Linked DNA regions of Mus musculus: region 2 is linked to region 1. Evidence: chromatin contacts called from public Hi-C data. All regions are on one chromosome and are shown on one strand. Each heading gives the region's core, a stretch centred on a gene start, on an enhancer-like site or on the middle of the called end of the contact. The rest is flanking DNA. Distances are from core to core; before and after follow the strand shown. Region 1 overlaps LOC108168726. Region 2 overlaps Frmd4a (FERM domain containing 4A).

What was found. Hi-C and Micro-C count contacts between places; a contact is called where the count stands out from the background.
Region 2: a contact with region 1 is called in a Hi-C map of the HPC-7 cell line, with 2.7 times the contacts expected there. The contact joins two enhancer-like sites. A contact is called at or near these places in 1 of 484 Hi-C or Micro-C datasets (the HPC-7 cell line) and 1 of 115 datasets of contacts at active chromatin or transcription factors (microglia).

The regions. Positions count from the first base shown.
Region 1 is chr2:3,653,248-3,660,185 of GRCm38.p6, forward strand. All of the region lies in intron 2 of LOC108168726, which reads left to right. Among named protein-coding and RNA genes, the nearest start is that of Fam107b, 57 kb to the right of the region's middle. Within about 2 kb of position 4,839, at least 203 of the 459 cell types and tissues checked have an H3K27ac peak or open chromatin away from gene starts, as enhancers often do. A contact at or near this core is called in the HPC-7 cell line and microglia, where this site is marked.
Region 2 is chr2:4,568,355-4,574,953 of GRCm38.p6, forward strand. It overlaps Frmd4a (FERM domain containing 4A), which reads left to right. Exons shown (of 23, transcript NM_172475.3): 14 at 3,944-4,085. Among named protein-coding and RNA genes, the nearest start is that of Gm13179, 23 kb to the right of the region's middle. Within about 2 kb of position 2,192, at least 92 of the 459 cell types and tissues checked have an H3K27ac peak or open chromatin away from gene starts, as enhancers often do. A contact at or near this core is called in the HPC-7 cell line and microglia, where this site is marked.

The DNA of each region.
Region 1 (6,938 bases), core at 3,589-6,088:
GACAGGAAGATCCCCAGTACTAACCTAGGACCTCCACATATGTGTTCATACACATGAGAACATGTATGCATACACATGCACACCACACATACATGCACATGAAACAAAGAAAAGTCAAAACAACAGCAAAAATATCAAAGTGGATGGTATCTGAGGGCTTACAACTCCAGGTTGTCTTCTGATTGGCACGTGTGTGCCTTCAGGCACTCCTATACACACACAAAAAAATGCACATGCTTGCACATGTGTGCACATACATGAGCACATGCACACATGCTCAAGAGTAGAGGACAACTGGAACTCTCAAGGGATGACATGACCAACTGGGGTATTCAGGATTTTTTCTCAGAGAACATGATATATGAAGCAGGCTACAAAGATGGATATAGAATTCGTTTGTCAAGAGATATACATTATTAGCCGGGGCATTAATAACGTGAAAACCAATTACTTTAATCGATATTACTCACAGTGATATCTACTTGGAGATCAGACCTTTTCTTGGACTGATGACCTAATCCTTAGGTGTCTGTTACTATATCTGGCCTTGAGATCTATAGTCTATATGTGTAGGGGCCGCCTGGGAAGCAATGGCAGTTCTGTGTGTGTGTGTGTGTGTGTGTGTGTGTGTTTAATCCTAATTACTGTCATTGTTCTCTGTTTTCAACAGTGCTTATGCTCACTTGAAGGGTTTCTTGACTGTAGTAGACAGAACCCCAGTGCCTACCTAGAAGCAGGTGTCATTTCCCTGAGCTTCCATGGACATCTAGCTAGCACACAGGTGTCCCCTTATATAATATCTGTTTCTCAGAGATGCATTGCTCAGTGCTATCCACTGCTGCTCCCTTTCAGCAAGGGGAACATGGAGCGGGGCTTGCAGGTAGATAACTGATTACTCTTACCTCCAGCCAGCTCTTCTTATGCCCCTTCCTCTTTGCTGGTCTTTCTCCCAGTATACTTAGCCACCACATGATCATCAACATCTTGAAACTAGAGCAGCTGGGAGCACATCAGTGTGGTGTAGTCTTCTCACAAGACCCTCTCTTGTGGGAACATATATGCTCCTCAGAGTAGAAAGGAGACCACGAGAGGAGAAACTCTTAAGGAAGAAAGGGAAAGAGAGGGTAATTGAGTCCATGCCATGTTAACCTGGAAGCGGAGAGTGTCTTCGAGAAGAAAGAAACAAGCCAGAGAAAGGCAGAGAGCCTAAGGCGAAAGGCAACAGAGGGCAGGGACAAAGGAGAACAAAGAGAACAAAGCATAATGAGCCACGTGTATGGAGATGCCGCAATGAAACACATAGGCTGGCTTAAAAATTAATAAATAAATACATCCCCTTGTTGAAGGATGGAGGGCACATGATGCCCCTCCACAACACTTAGCAAGGTGGGTAGACTCTTACTTAGGTTTCCTATCATTGCCCATATGCTGACCATGCTTTTGTGAATCCCCATTCCCCTGCTTCTGTAAGCAATTCCAACTAAACTCACTGGTTCACCAAGCTTGCCTGGAACAGAGTCTTTTGCTGGTGCCTTATTTCTGAAGCACAACCACATATCACCTCCTCCTCCTCAGTGTTTGGCTCCTAGCTTTTTGAACAGCAAAGGGTGGGCTGTCAGGCACACAGCCATTACTACAGTGGGATTTTAAATTTCAAAATTACCCAGAGAATGAAAACCTATGGAAGCTATTTTTAATATCAGCACATAGGCAAAGAAGGGTGGGTGGAATGGAGGGTGAGTAGGGGAGACACTGTTGGAGGTAATTCTGTCACGTGGCCATACCTTTCTTTACCCCAGCACAGGAATACCAAAATTCACGGACAAACACACCAAAGGCTCCATTAGGCTGTGTGCTTCCTGAGAGCAGTGGACTGTGTCTTAGTTAGGGTTTCATCGCTATGAAGGAACACCATGACCATGAAAACTCTTACAAAAGAAAACATTTAACTGGGGCTCTGCTTAGAGTTTCAGAGGAATATTCCATTGTCACCATGGCAGGAAGTATGGCAACATTGATGCAGACATGGAGCTTGAGGAGCCGAGGGTTTTACATCTTCATCTGCAGGCTGCAGAAGGGGACCATGTGCCACAGTAGGGCAAGTAGCACAAACATATGAGGACTCAAAGCCTGCTCCCACAGTGACGCACTTTCTCCAACAAGGCCACACCTACTTCAACAAGGCCACACCTCCTAATACTGCCACTCCCCGTGGGCCAAGTACCACACACACACATACACATACACACACACACACACACACACGGACACGGACACGGACACGGACACGGACACAAGAGTCTGTGGGAGTCAAAGCCATTCAAACCACTGCAGACTGCATCGGTTCAAAGATGAAGCCAGAGCCAAGGGAGATTGAGCTCAGTGAGCAAAGTGTTTGCTGTGCAAGCTTGAGGACCTGAGTTTGAATGCCCACACCTACACCAACGGCCAGCATGCCAGCAAGTGTCAGTTGGAAGCTGAGCCAAGCATATCTCATGGGCTGGTTGGTCATCCAGCCCAGCTGAAATGGCCAGTTCTAAGTTCTCTGCAAGACTCCATCTCAAAAAAATGAAGTAGACAAGTTGTCAATGCAGACCTACTGATGTCAACCTCTAGCTTGCACTGCCCCCCCCCAATCCCTCACAACATGGGCAAGCACACTCACTTCACACAAATACGCCCCTCACATGCTTGCATGCACATAACTTTTAAAAAGAAGGGAAAAATGAAGTCAGATTCTCCGTGGGAAGGTGAAATTTCAAAGATGCATCACATCTATTAGACAGAGTACTCAGTGTGAAAATAAAGGGAAGGATGTAAGATCGGGCTTACAAATGCACTGGGAAGAGAAAGACTGAGACTCTGGTTTTGTGAATAATCACAGCATGTCAGTGGAGGCTTTGTGAGTGGAAATACTCCACACTTATGCTCTTCTGTGCTGTAGTCAAGACTGTGTTGTTTAATAGACAGCAGGACAGAGCTACCTTACTAATAGTGACAAGAAGGGGGCCCAATGCCAAACAGAACCATTTGTCAGCACAAAGGTGCATCCTGAAGCTTGGCAGCCTGGTAAGCCCATAACTGGAAACAGCCGAAAACAGGGACAAACCTGCATATGTCTTGTTTTCTGAGAACAACCCCACTTCTCAGAAACTTCTATGCTCGAGGCCCTCTCTGACTATAATAATCAGGGTGGAGAAACAGAGCCACTAGGCTATAGATTAAGAGATGTTTGACGAGGGACTGGCTAATATAGCCTGCGCTCTGTCACTGTGAACTTCAGCCCCAGGAAAGCTGGTAGTATAACTCTAAGTCTGAAGGCCTGAGACCAAAGGAGCCACTGGTGTCAAATCGTAACCCAAGGTCAATGGAAGAGTTTTCACACTGCCTCAGTTCTTCTCGCCTCGATGTCGAAACACCTCATCTAAAAATGTTCATGGAAGAACTGTTGCCTCTGGCTGGGTTTCAGAGGGTCTGGTTTGTGACTGATTGGCCCCACACACTCGAGCAGAACCTCATCCTGGTAGAATTATGTGGCAGAGGACCTTCTGTCAGGGTGAAGAAGAAGAGAAGGAGGAAGAGGAGGAAAAGGAGGAAAAGGAGGAAGGAGGGAGGAAGGGGGAGGAGGATGAATAGGAGAGAAGAGGGGGAGGAATAGGAGCAAAGAAGGAGAAGGAGGAAGAGCAGAAGGAGGAGAGAAGCATTGACTAAGATGTAATCCTTTCTACAGACTGTGCCTCACTTCCTCCAACCCATCCCTACCGTCTAAAGTTTTCATAACTTCCCCAAATATCACCGCCAGCTGGGGACCAAGTGTTTAAGACAAGTACCCGTGTAAGCCATATTCAAATCTCAACACCCAACCCGAGCAAACAAGCTTCTCCTCTGGCTTCATTCCGACTCTCTATAGCATAGATGATTTTTCCCACTTCACAGGTAGACGGCTTTACTGAGAGCCCTCCTTCCTAATACTCACCTTCTGGAAACATCCTGACATAAATACCTAAAATTAGCCTGTGCGCCTTGGGCCTGGTCAAGTTCACCCATAGAATGAACACTTTCCCCAGGGTAGGTTCCTTTCCTATTAGCCTGTCCATGGAACGTGTTCCTTCCTCTGAGTCCTCTATGCTCATCTTACATTTTATTTTAGAAAGCAACTCTTTGGGTTTATGTATGTATTTGTTTTATGTGCATATGTGTGTGCCTGCATGCATATACGTGCACTCCCTGTGTGTTAGACCCTGAAGAGGTCAGAAGGTGTTAGATCCTTTTGAAATGGGGTTACAGGTGTTTGTGAGTAGTCGTGTGGGGGCTGGGAACTGATCCCAGGGCCATGAGTAATAAGTGTTCTAAACCAGTGAGTCATTCGTCACCCCTCTTTCCCAGTACCCGGGGGCATAGTGGGGTAGAGGTCTGGGGGTGGGGGTGGGGGTGAGAAATAGGAGAGAGACAGAGACAGAGGCAGAGAGGGAATTTTACTTATCGAATTAAACTTGTATCCAGATCTCAACTACTTCTGGTCAGTGTTGCAAAGATTCCCAGGGTCAGCCGTGTAACTTAGAGCTACCAAGCAACTGTGGAGTTTAGCGAGTACACCCTCTTTTTGCCAAGGGTCCCCTGGGGCTGATTGGGATCCAGCAAATTTTCAGAATTGGCAGGGTGACACAGTTTAGGCAAGTTTTCACTTCCTGTGGTTTGTAGGTTACTTAAGTGTGAAGTAACAAACCTCAAACGGTTAAAATTCTCCAACCGAAAATGGTCACAGTGAGCACAAGGAGACAAAGCTCTGTGGTGTTTGTAGCCTGGGAGGAAGTGAGACCAAGGCTTGGCGAGCAGAACCTGGTTTTTCCATACATGAAGCTAGCCCTGGGGGAGGGCCATCTGGGCAGCGGTTAGAGTCAGGCCTTCTGCCTGGGTAAAGATAGCAAGGCATGTTTGTTCACACAAATAAAATGTCAGGTTCTCTTTTTGCCTCCTCTTCCCTCCCTCTATTCCCCTCCCATTTCCCCCTCCTACCTCCCCCTCTGCCTCTGCCTCCGCCTCCGCCTCCCCTCCCCCTCTCCTCCCTCTGTGTGTGTGTGTGTGCATGTATATTTACATGCGTGTGTGGTATATGTGGAGTCTGGAGGATGGCAGGGAGTGCCTTCCTCAGTGACTCTCCTACTTACACAGTGAGGCAGGGGCTTTTGATTGAAGCCACCAGAGCTTGCCTGGTCTAGCTAGACAGCTGGCTCCATGGTTCCCTTGTCTCTGCCTCCCTAGTACATAAGTAGGCCACCAGGCTAGGCTTTCTGTTTACATGTATGCTCTGGGCCTGACCTCTTGTCCTTTACATATGTGTAGCCAACACTTTACCTACTGAGTCTCTCCTCATGCCCATGGAGCCGCCTCCCCAGCGGAGCTTTTCTGCGTTCCTTGTAGAACAGTCTAAAGTGAGCCCTCCACTAAAATAAGCTATCTGAAACACACATGCCCTTTGATGGCACAAATGATTCATGTGTCGCCCACCCAGAGTCTCCCCAGGCTCTGGCCAGAGAGTAGATAATTACTCACACACCAAGGTGAGGGGAAAGACAGGTAAAGTGGCAGAGGTGACTCCAGCTATTTGGGAGGCTGAGGAAATAGGAACTCATAGTCAAAAGCTACATAGGCTACAGGGTGAGTTCAAGGGCAGCTGGGCAACTTAGTGAGGCTGGAGAGCCGAGTTTTAAATAGAGTTAAAGGGGGGGAGGAGGTTATAGCTTAGTAGCAGCCCAGCTGCTTAGCTAGTGCTCTTGGGTGTGCAAGGCTCCCGCTTTAATCCCCAGGACTAGGAGGGAGGGTTAGGCGAACCTTTTACAAGAGGTTTTACTGGGATTAGTGGTGAGTTTCTAGGGAAATCTGCCTGCTCCCCACTCCTTCATCCATAAGACTCTTAGGTTTGCATGGATTGTGACGTCACTGCACACCAGCACTGTGTTCTCCCTGGGCTTCTCTATGCCACCTTCATTTGTTACAAGCAAGGGGAGAGGGAGAAAGAGAGGGAGGGGGAGGAAGGGAGAAGGAGAGAGAGAGAGTAAGAGAGGAGAGAGGAGAGGGGGAGGGGAGGGGAGGGGGAGGGGGAGAAAGAGAGGGGAGGGAGGAAAGGAGAGAGGAGAGAGACCAGAACAATCCTTTAATACAGTGAGCCAGGCTTGTACGTGGCTATTGCCAGGTTGGGCGGAGTGCTAAAACATGCCAAACATCCTGAATGAAACCTGGGTCATAGCAGGTGCTTAGTAGGTATCTGGATGAGGTAGGGATGTTTGTCTAGTCTCTTAAACTATTAGTTCAGGTGGGTGAGCCAGAAACCAAACGCTTTATCTTCTGTTTGTTGTTTTCCTTCCGCTTCCCACACAATGCCTGGAATGTGTAAGAACTCACTGAATCATGAACCAGGGACTGAGTCAATTAGAGTGATGTAAAGACTTTTGCTCATTTGGGGATTCTGTAAACAAGAAGTTACTCAGGGTGCTCCATAGGATGTCAGAGCTGAGTCAGACTCGGATCCTGCCTCCAGGAAACCAAATGTTTCCTTTATCTCTAGTTTACTGTCTTTCCATGTGCTTAAACCTAGGGCAGTTTCTGAGGCCTTTTACTAGGAAAAACAAACAACAAACAAAATTATCATGGATCTCAGATGACTTCGAACAAAGACTGGTTTCCTGAGTGCAGTTATGAGTCTTAACAAGGGCTTGGGGGTGTAGTTCAGTGGTAGAGAGCTTGCCTAGGCTCTGGGTTCTGCATTGAACTCTCAGCATCTCAACAAACAAATGAGTGAAGGGAAAAAAATTGATCATCTAACCTTCTAGCCTACATATCAAACCACTCGCCTTTGTTTCACACACTAGAGGTTGGATTTCACTCTCTTCCTGAAAAGGTGGGAAGAGGAATCAGTCTCAAGGAAGTGAAATGTGGCA
Region 2 (6,599 bases), core at 942-3,441, 910 kb after region 1:
TAGAAAGTTCTAGACTAGCTAAGGTTACTTACTTAGTGAGACTGCCTAAAAAAAAAAAAAGACCAAAGGCCAAAAGCTTGAGGAAGCTCTCAGCTGTCCTTTTCTGTTTACTCTGAAGGACAAGTAGCCGAAGTCCCAGAGGAATAGAATTTTACCAAGGAATCTTTACATGGCCACAAGAGCCTTAGCTATGTATCAGGCAAGAAACATTTGTTTTCTTGTGGTTTTAGGAACCTAAGATGTTATTGCTAAGCAAGTTCTCTACCACTGAGCTTTGTTTTTAGCCCTTTGTGTCATTTAGGAGTCAATTCTTTAGCCTTACAGACAGGTGAGGACCAAGCCCCTCCGTTTGGACATCAGATGACTATTTTCTAGCTCCGTGACCTGGGTAGGTGTCTTAGGACACGGTTTTGCTTTCTCTAATTAGAGAACAGAAAAGGAACTTCCTGACCCAGATTAGTAGTCAGTGAAGTGACATGATGTTTATGAAATTTCTTTAGGAAATAGTTTTACTTTAAGAAAATTGTGTTTTATTAACATCACGATTAAGCTAACCCATTCCCTTGTCTAATGCTGCATGGAGTTTAAACTTTCTGAGAAGCCCCACATTAAATCAGAGATGGCGAAACACTCGGTAGGAATTACATTGTGACATGGTTCATTTCTGAGATGTCATGTGGCCCATCTTTGGTGGGCACCATGGACTGTGCGAGTGAGTGTCAGCAGGTCTGGGATGGGAAGCTTCAGATATTTCTGGACAGCCAGTGTGGGCTGGCATCCTGGCAAGGCTTGGCATTCTACTGTATGGGGCCATGCCAACCATTCCTTTCTCTGAAGAGCTCCCAGCATAGTTCAGGCCTCCCAAGTGATGTTTATCAAACCCAGAGAAACAAGTACTGTCTAGTGGTTTGAGTCAGCGTGAGCAGTAGCCAAGACAGCTCACGGGTCTCCTCCCTGACATCAGCTTACTCTTCTTCAGAGTCAGTATGCAAATCACTTTGAAAGCCTCCCCTCTCTCCCTCTGCTCTCTCTGCATTTCTTCCTTTCCCTTCCCTTCTTCTTCCTCTTCTTCCTTTGGCTCCCCAGACATGTACAAGAAGGGAACATTCTACTGTCAAAGGCAGAGTGGAGGGAAGCTGGCTCTGTAGACACTAATTATAATTGATCACGTATATCTGCTGATGTTAAAGATCAGAGATGCTGTCAAAAGGATCCCGTGACCTTTGCATCCTGGAACCAAAGAGTGTCTTATAGACTTTAGGGGAAAGTCTTTGAAAGCTCACATTGTTCAGAGGAACTGATGGATGCTTTTCCTCTGACCTCAGAGCGGTGCGCTCTGCGGTTAATGTGCAGACATCTTTCCTCCTTAATCTTTTATTTTTTTAATCATTCTTCATCCAGTCTGTCATTTATTCCTTCTAAAATAAATAGCATTATAGAACAAATTAAGGCTTCCTCACCGAACATCAGCACCTAATTGAGTGGTCAGTTAGGATGTTTAGAGGCTCTGGGGCTGGCTCAGAGACCTTGCTATGCAAGAAGAGAATCTCCAGGGAGTGTTAGGTCATTGTGATAGGCCCATTCCAGAAAGTTCTTAAAGTTACCAGAATCTAGATTATATTAGAAAAAAACGGTCTGTTGTTGCTGCTTCTGTATTTTGGTTTTCTGCCAGTGAGGTTGATATGTAAGGGGGCAGGGTGGACAGGAGAGTGGGGAGGTGGGAAGGGAGCTAGTCTGAGGATTTCCATATCATTAATGGGATCCTTAAAATGTCAAGTAAAGCCATCAATCTAACCTCATTCATAAAGTTACATCCAGATTCCGATTTATATCCCATTCCTATTGCAATGGTCTTGATAGAGAGAATCTGGCATGGCCCTCATCCCAGCTCTGGTGTGAGCTTGAAGATCCCCATGGTATAAACAGGCATCGGAGGATCAGAGAGGTGAAGGATCAGAGTCTAACAGTGAGTGACCAGGAGGAGCTCCTGGGCCCTTGCCGCTGTGCGACATGGGTTTGGTGAGGTGCTGCTCTGTAGTTGTTCAAGTGTGAGCTGCTTCTGTGAAAACACAGATCTTAGTAATGAACAGTGCTGAAAGAGAGGAAGTAATGGATTGTGCTCGCCCTGCTCGCCTGAAGGATAAAGCACAACCAGATGGGTGCTGTAGATATGTAGAGTGCACATGAAATAGAAAGCCCTTCCTGCTTCCTGCTACAGCCAGAAGGCTGCCAAGCCTGGCAGCCGGACTTGTTTATGAACAAGGGGGCCCTAACCTGAGGAAGTTGACCAGATTCTAAATGTAAGAAAGAGGAGGCCAAAGTCAAAGCACCAATGTGGGAGAAGGAGGGGCGGAGGAAGACAGTTCACATCGGGTGAGCAACTCGAGAGCAAAAGTCTAGGGGCTTCTTCTGACCGGAAGTCACTGTCTTCCATCAGGATAGACAACAACAGGCCAGAGGAAGGGCAAGGCCTGAAGGGCCCAGATAGCCTCTGTGAGACAAATAACAGCCCCCGAGCAAAGGAGGAAGCCTGTAAATCAGGAAGAGGGGACAGTGGTGTGCAGGCCTCACCAAGGCTGTCAGAATCTGTATGGAGCCTTGTGGGTATGGAAAGACCTGCTCTCAGGCAGCAGGTCCCCACTGAGCACCTCAGCTCCACCACAGAGAGCCAGGGTCTGCTTAGATTATAATTTGTAGTGGTTTTCATGATGTGTATGCTATCATAAAGACATTGATTTCTAAAACAACAGCAACAAATTACAAAATGTTAAATAATGTCTATAGAAAGGAAATACAATGCATTTTCACATTGCAAAAGATGTCACTAACGTAGATGGCCTTCCTGGAAAAAAAAATCACTTTTAGAGATGAAATTGTAAACTGGAAACAAAATGGTTTGTGGGCTCTGTTCATCAGCTATGACTATTAGCCCAGTAGGGTTAGTTGACCTGCATACAACATGGAATGGAATTTGAATTGCAATATGAAGACTTTAGAATCTTCATAGATTTAATCAATGAAAATTGAAGCAAATCTGTGACAAAGCTTTTGGCAGGACCTGAGTATTCAAGAGCTTTCTGTCTTGTGTATACGGTCTTTACACATGTAGGATGCTAGTATCCTACCATCGAAACTTTCCCTGATCACATGGGTAATAACTGAAGATGCTGAATAACTTCTAAACTTATTATTTTATGAATTTGTTTCACATATTTCATCTGCCATTCATAAAGCTAGGAATTCATTTTCTCCTCCTTGCTTAAGCACAAATAAGTATAGTCACAACTATTTGTATGTATGTGCATGCGTGTGCGTGTGCGTGCGTGCGTGCGTGCGTGCGTGCGTGCGTGCGTGCGTGTGTGTGTGTGTGTGTGTGTGTGTGTGTGTGTGTGTGCATGTTGCTAGGGGTTGAGCCTAGGATCTTGTACACACTAACAAAGTGCTCTACCATGACCTATACCTCTTCATTCTACTTTTTATGTTTAGAACAGGTATCTCACTAAGTCACCCGAACTGGCTTTGAACTTGTTCATTGGCCCAGTCAGATTGTAAATTTATAATTTCCCTGCCTCAGCTCCCCCAAGTAACTAGGATTACTGGCCTGACACAATTTTTCATTTGTTGCTCTGTCGAGCAGAGAAGAAAGGGGAGGAAGGGGAAGGAATTAGAGGGAGGGGAGAGGATGCTGTGCACACAGCTTGTCTCCTTGGCTCCAGTGCATCACTCTGTAGTAGGTGGTAACTTCCCTGGCTTATATTTAGGAACAATAAGGCTCAATGAGATTAACTGCCTTTCCCAAAGACCACACTCTTCCCACTATGCTCTATAGCCCGTGCTCTCATGGGCTGTGAATTCCAGTTTGTGTAGCTTACGAGCCACCTGGATTCGGGCTTACAAGTAGGCAAGTATTTTCTTCCATAACCTGTTCACCTCCCCTTTCCAGTCCAAGATCCATGCGGCCCGAAGTCTGAGCGAGATCGCCATTGACCTGACGGAAACAGGGACCCTGAAGACCTCAAAGCTGGCCAACATGGGGAGCAAGGGGAAGATCATCAGCGGGAGCAGTGGGAGTCTGCTGTCCTCAGGTAGGGCCTGCGCCTGAGACACTGTCCACAGATGGCTTCCTCCCAGGGACGTGGGGACACCATGCACAGGAGGCCACTGCATATGCTGTCCAGAAGCTGGCTTTAGTCGTCAGACCAAAGTGTGAAGCCAAACATGGGTCTAAGAAATATTTCCCAAGGGGCAGAGGGAGATGTGTGTAACTTCAGTGAGGCACAAATTGTCAGTGCCCTCTAAGGGCACTCACTCATGGGGTTTTTTCGAATGCTGGCTGATGTAATCATTAACTATCATCCTGAGTGTCAACTCCAAAGGCAGAGAGTAGGGTTTGCTTGTGTTCCCTTAAGAGGGAGGCTATCCTGGTCAAGGACATTCTGTTTCCAAGGAGACATCTGGGGCTTTACAGGGTAAACGAGTAAATGAGACTTGCTGTCACAAAGGAATGGCCCTTGTCACCACCTGGTTTTACTCCCTAATTCTTACACCTTCCCCTAACACAAGGTTGTTCTCTGCGACAGTCCTAGCTGTCCTGGAACTCACTTTGAAGACCAGGATGGCCTCCAACTCATAGAGATCCACCCGTCTCTGCCTCCCTAGTGCTGGGCTCCAAGGTGTGCCCCACCACACCCAGCTCTCTACCATCTGTGCGCATCAGGCAGGTCATTCTGGCATTAAAGATTAGGAGGTCCAGATCAAATTTATCTTGGCTTCAAGAGTGGAGATCAAGGAAGTGGTTCATTGGTAGAGCACTTGCTTAGCGCACTCAAGGATCTGAGTTCAACCCCCAGCCTCCAAATCAGTCAGAGTGGGGGATGCTGCTGTTTGCTTAAATGACATGACAGGCCTGGGTTTATATGAGGTCAGAGGGAGAAAGACAGAATGTTTTGTGAGCCAAATGTGACTAGCCGATGCCTCCTTCCAAAGCTGTTTAAACCCTGTTGAATTTAGGTGGCTGTTCTAGTCTGATTTCTAAAGTGTTAAACTGTGCTAAAACATTGTGACCAAAAGCAATGAGGAGAAAAGGAGGGTTTGTTTCCTCTTACACTTCCAGTTAACCATTCACCACTGAGGGAAGTCAGAGTGAGAAGCCAAGGCAGGAACTGAAACAGAGACCTCAGAGGAACTCGGCTTACTATTCTGTTCTCCAGGCTGGCATTCAACGAGCTTTCTTATGCAGCCCAGACCCACCTGCCTAAGGATGGCAGTACATCTACAGTAGAGGGAGCCCTCCCTCATCAATCGCCAGTCAAGCCCACAAAGACATGATCCCAGGCTGATCTGATCTGGGCAGTCCTCAGACACAGGCAGATGATCCTGTGCTGTGTCAAGTTGACAGTTAAGCTAACGAGGATGGGAGCCATGTCACCTTGCCCCTCTGAGCTAGGAAATGAAGAAGCCTTAAACTCCTGTCCTTTTCCAGGGCTAGAGCTATAAACAGTGACTGCAAACAACTGTAACAACAGAAAAGGGAAAGATAAAAGAGGAAGATGAGCTAACCCAAGTTAGCTTCTGGGCTAGTGTTGCCCACTCAAAAAGAGCTAAAGGCAGGAGAATGCACACTAGCCTGGAATGAGACGTGGGTTTGCTATAGAGCAGACAGAGTGTGGATCAGGTCTCCATGTTGGACAGGCTACAACCCAGTGATATGTTCACATGCTTGTGAGCTTTATAATATGACACGTTGCACATTGTTTGTTCTAAAGAAACTGTTAAAATTAGATAGGCTTCAGGTTCACAAGAGCTGGATCTGTCTCTGCCAGACCTCCAGGACATTGACTCTAACTCTTAATTCTGCACCTGCCTGAAATTCTTCAAAGCTGTTTCATATAAAAGATGTGCCAGGTGGCCACTGCTTCTGAGGCTCAGAGGTTTGCAAGGAAGACTGTAAAAATCCTAAGGGTCTATCTGGAGTTACAGCCCCACCCCCCCTCCCGGCCTCCCACTGAATGGGCAAAGCAGAACTAAAGGGAACGCTTTGTCCTTTAGACACTGCATGCAATGAGTTCCCTAGTTCCTGTTAAGCCCAGTCTGAGGAAAAAGCCTGGAGCTATATCCTACCTGCCTCCTATCTAGTTACAGAGAGTCCAGCCTTGCTCCGCCCGGACTCTTCCAGCTGAGTGTCAGAGGATACAATATGATACAGCCTTGGCGCTCATCTCCCAAGATGCTGTAAATCTTCATGAGCCCAAAATCAGTCTTTATTTCTACCAAGTTCCCAGGTCACTCTGCTGCTGCTGCTGCTGGCCCAGGGACTGTGTTCTGGCGGACGCTCTTCTTGCCAAAAAGAGGTTAAAGTGGGCATGTGGCTCAAGATAATAAAAGCCAGGCTTTTCCAATTTGAGCCTATAACCTGATCTATCTTTCTGGGGCCCCCATACATCTGAGGCAAGCAAGCTCTAAGGGCACCAAGACAGATGCCTATCAGAAGCTGTAGACGAAGTCCCTAAGGTGAGACTGACCCCTCCTAACCACTAGGAATACCATCTGAGCATCTTTGAAGCCAGAATACAATCCATTTCTATTCTGCCATCAGATTG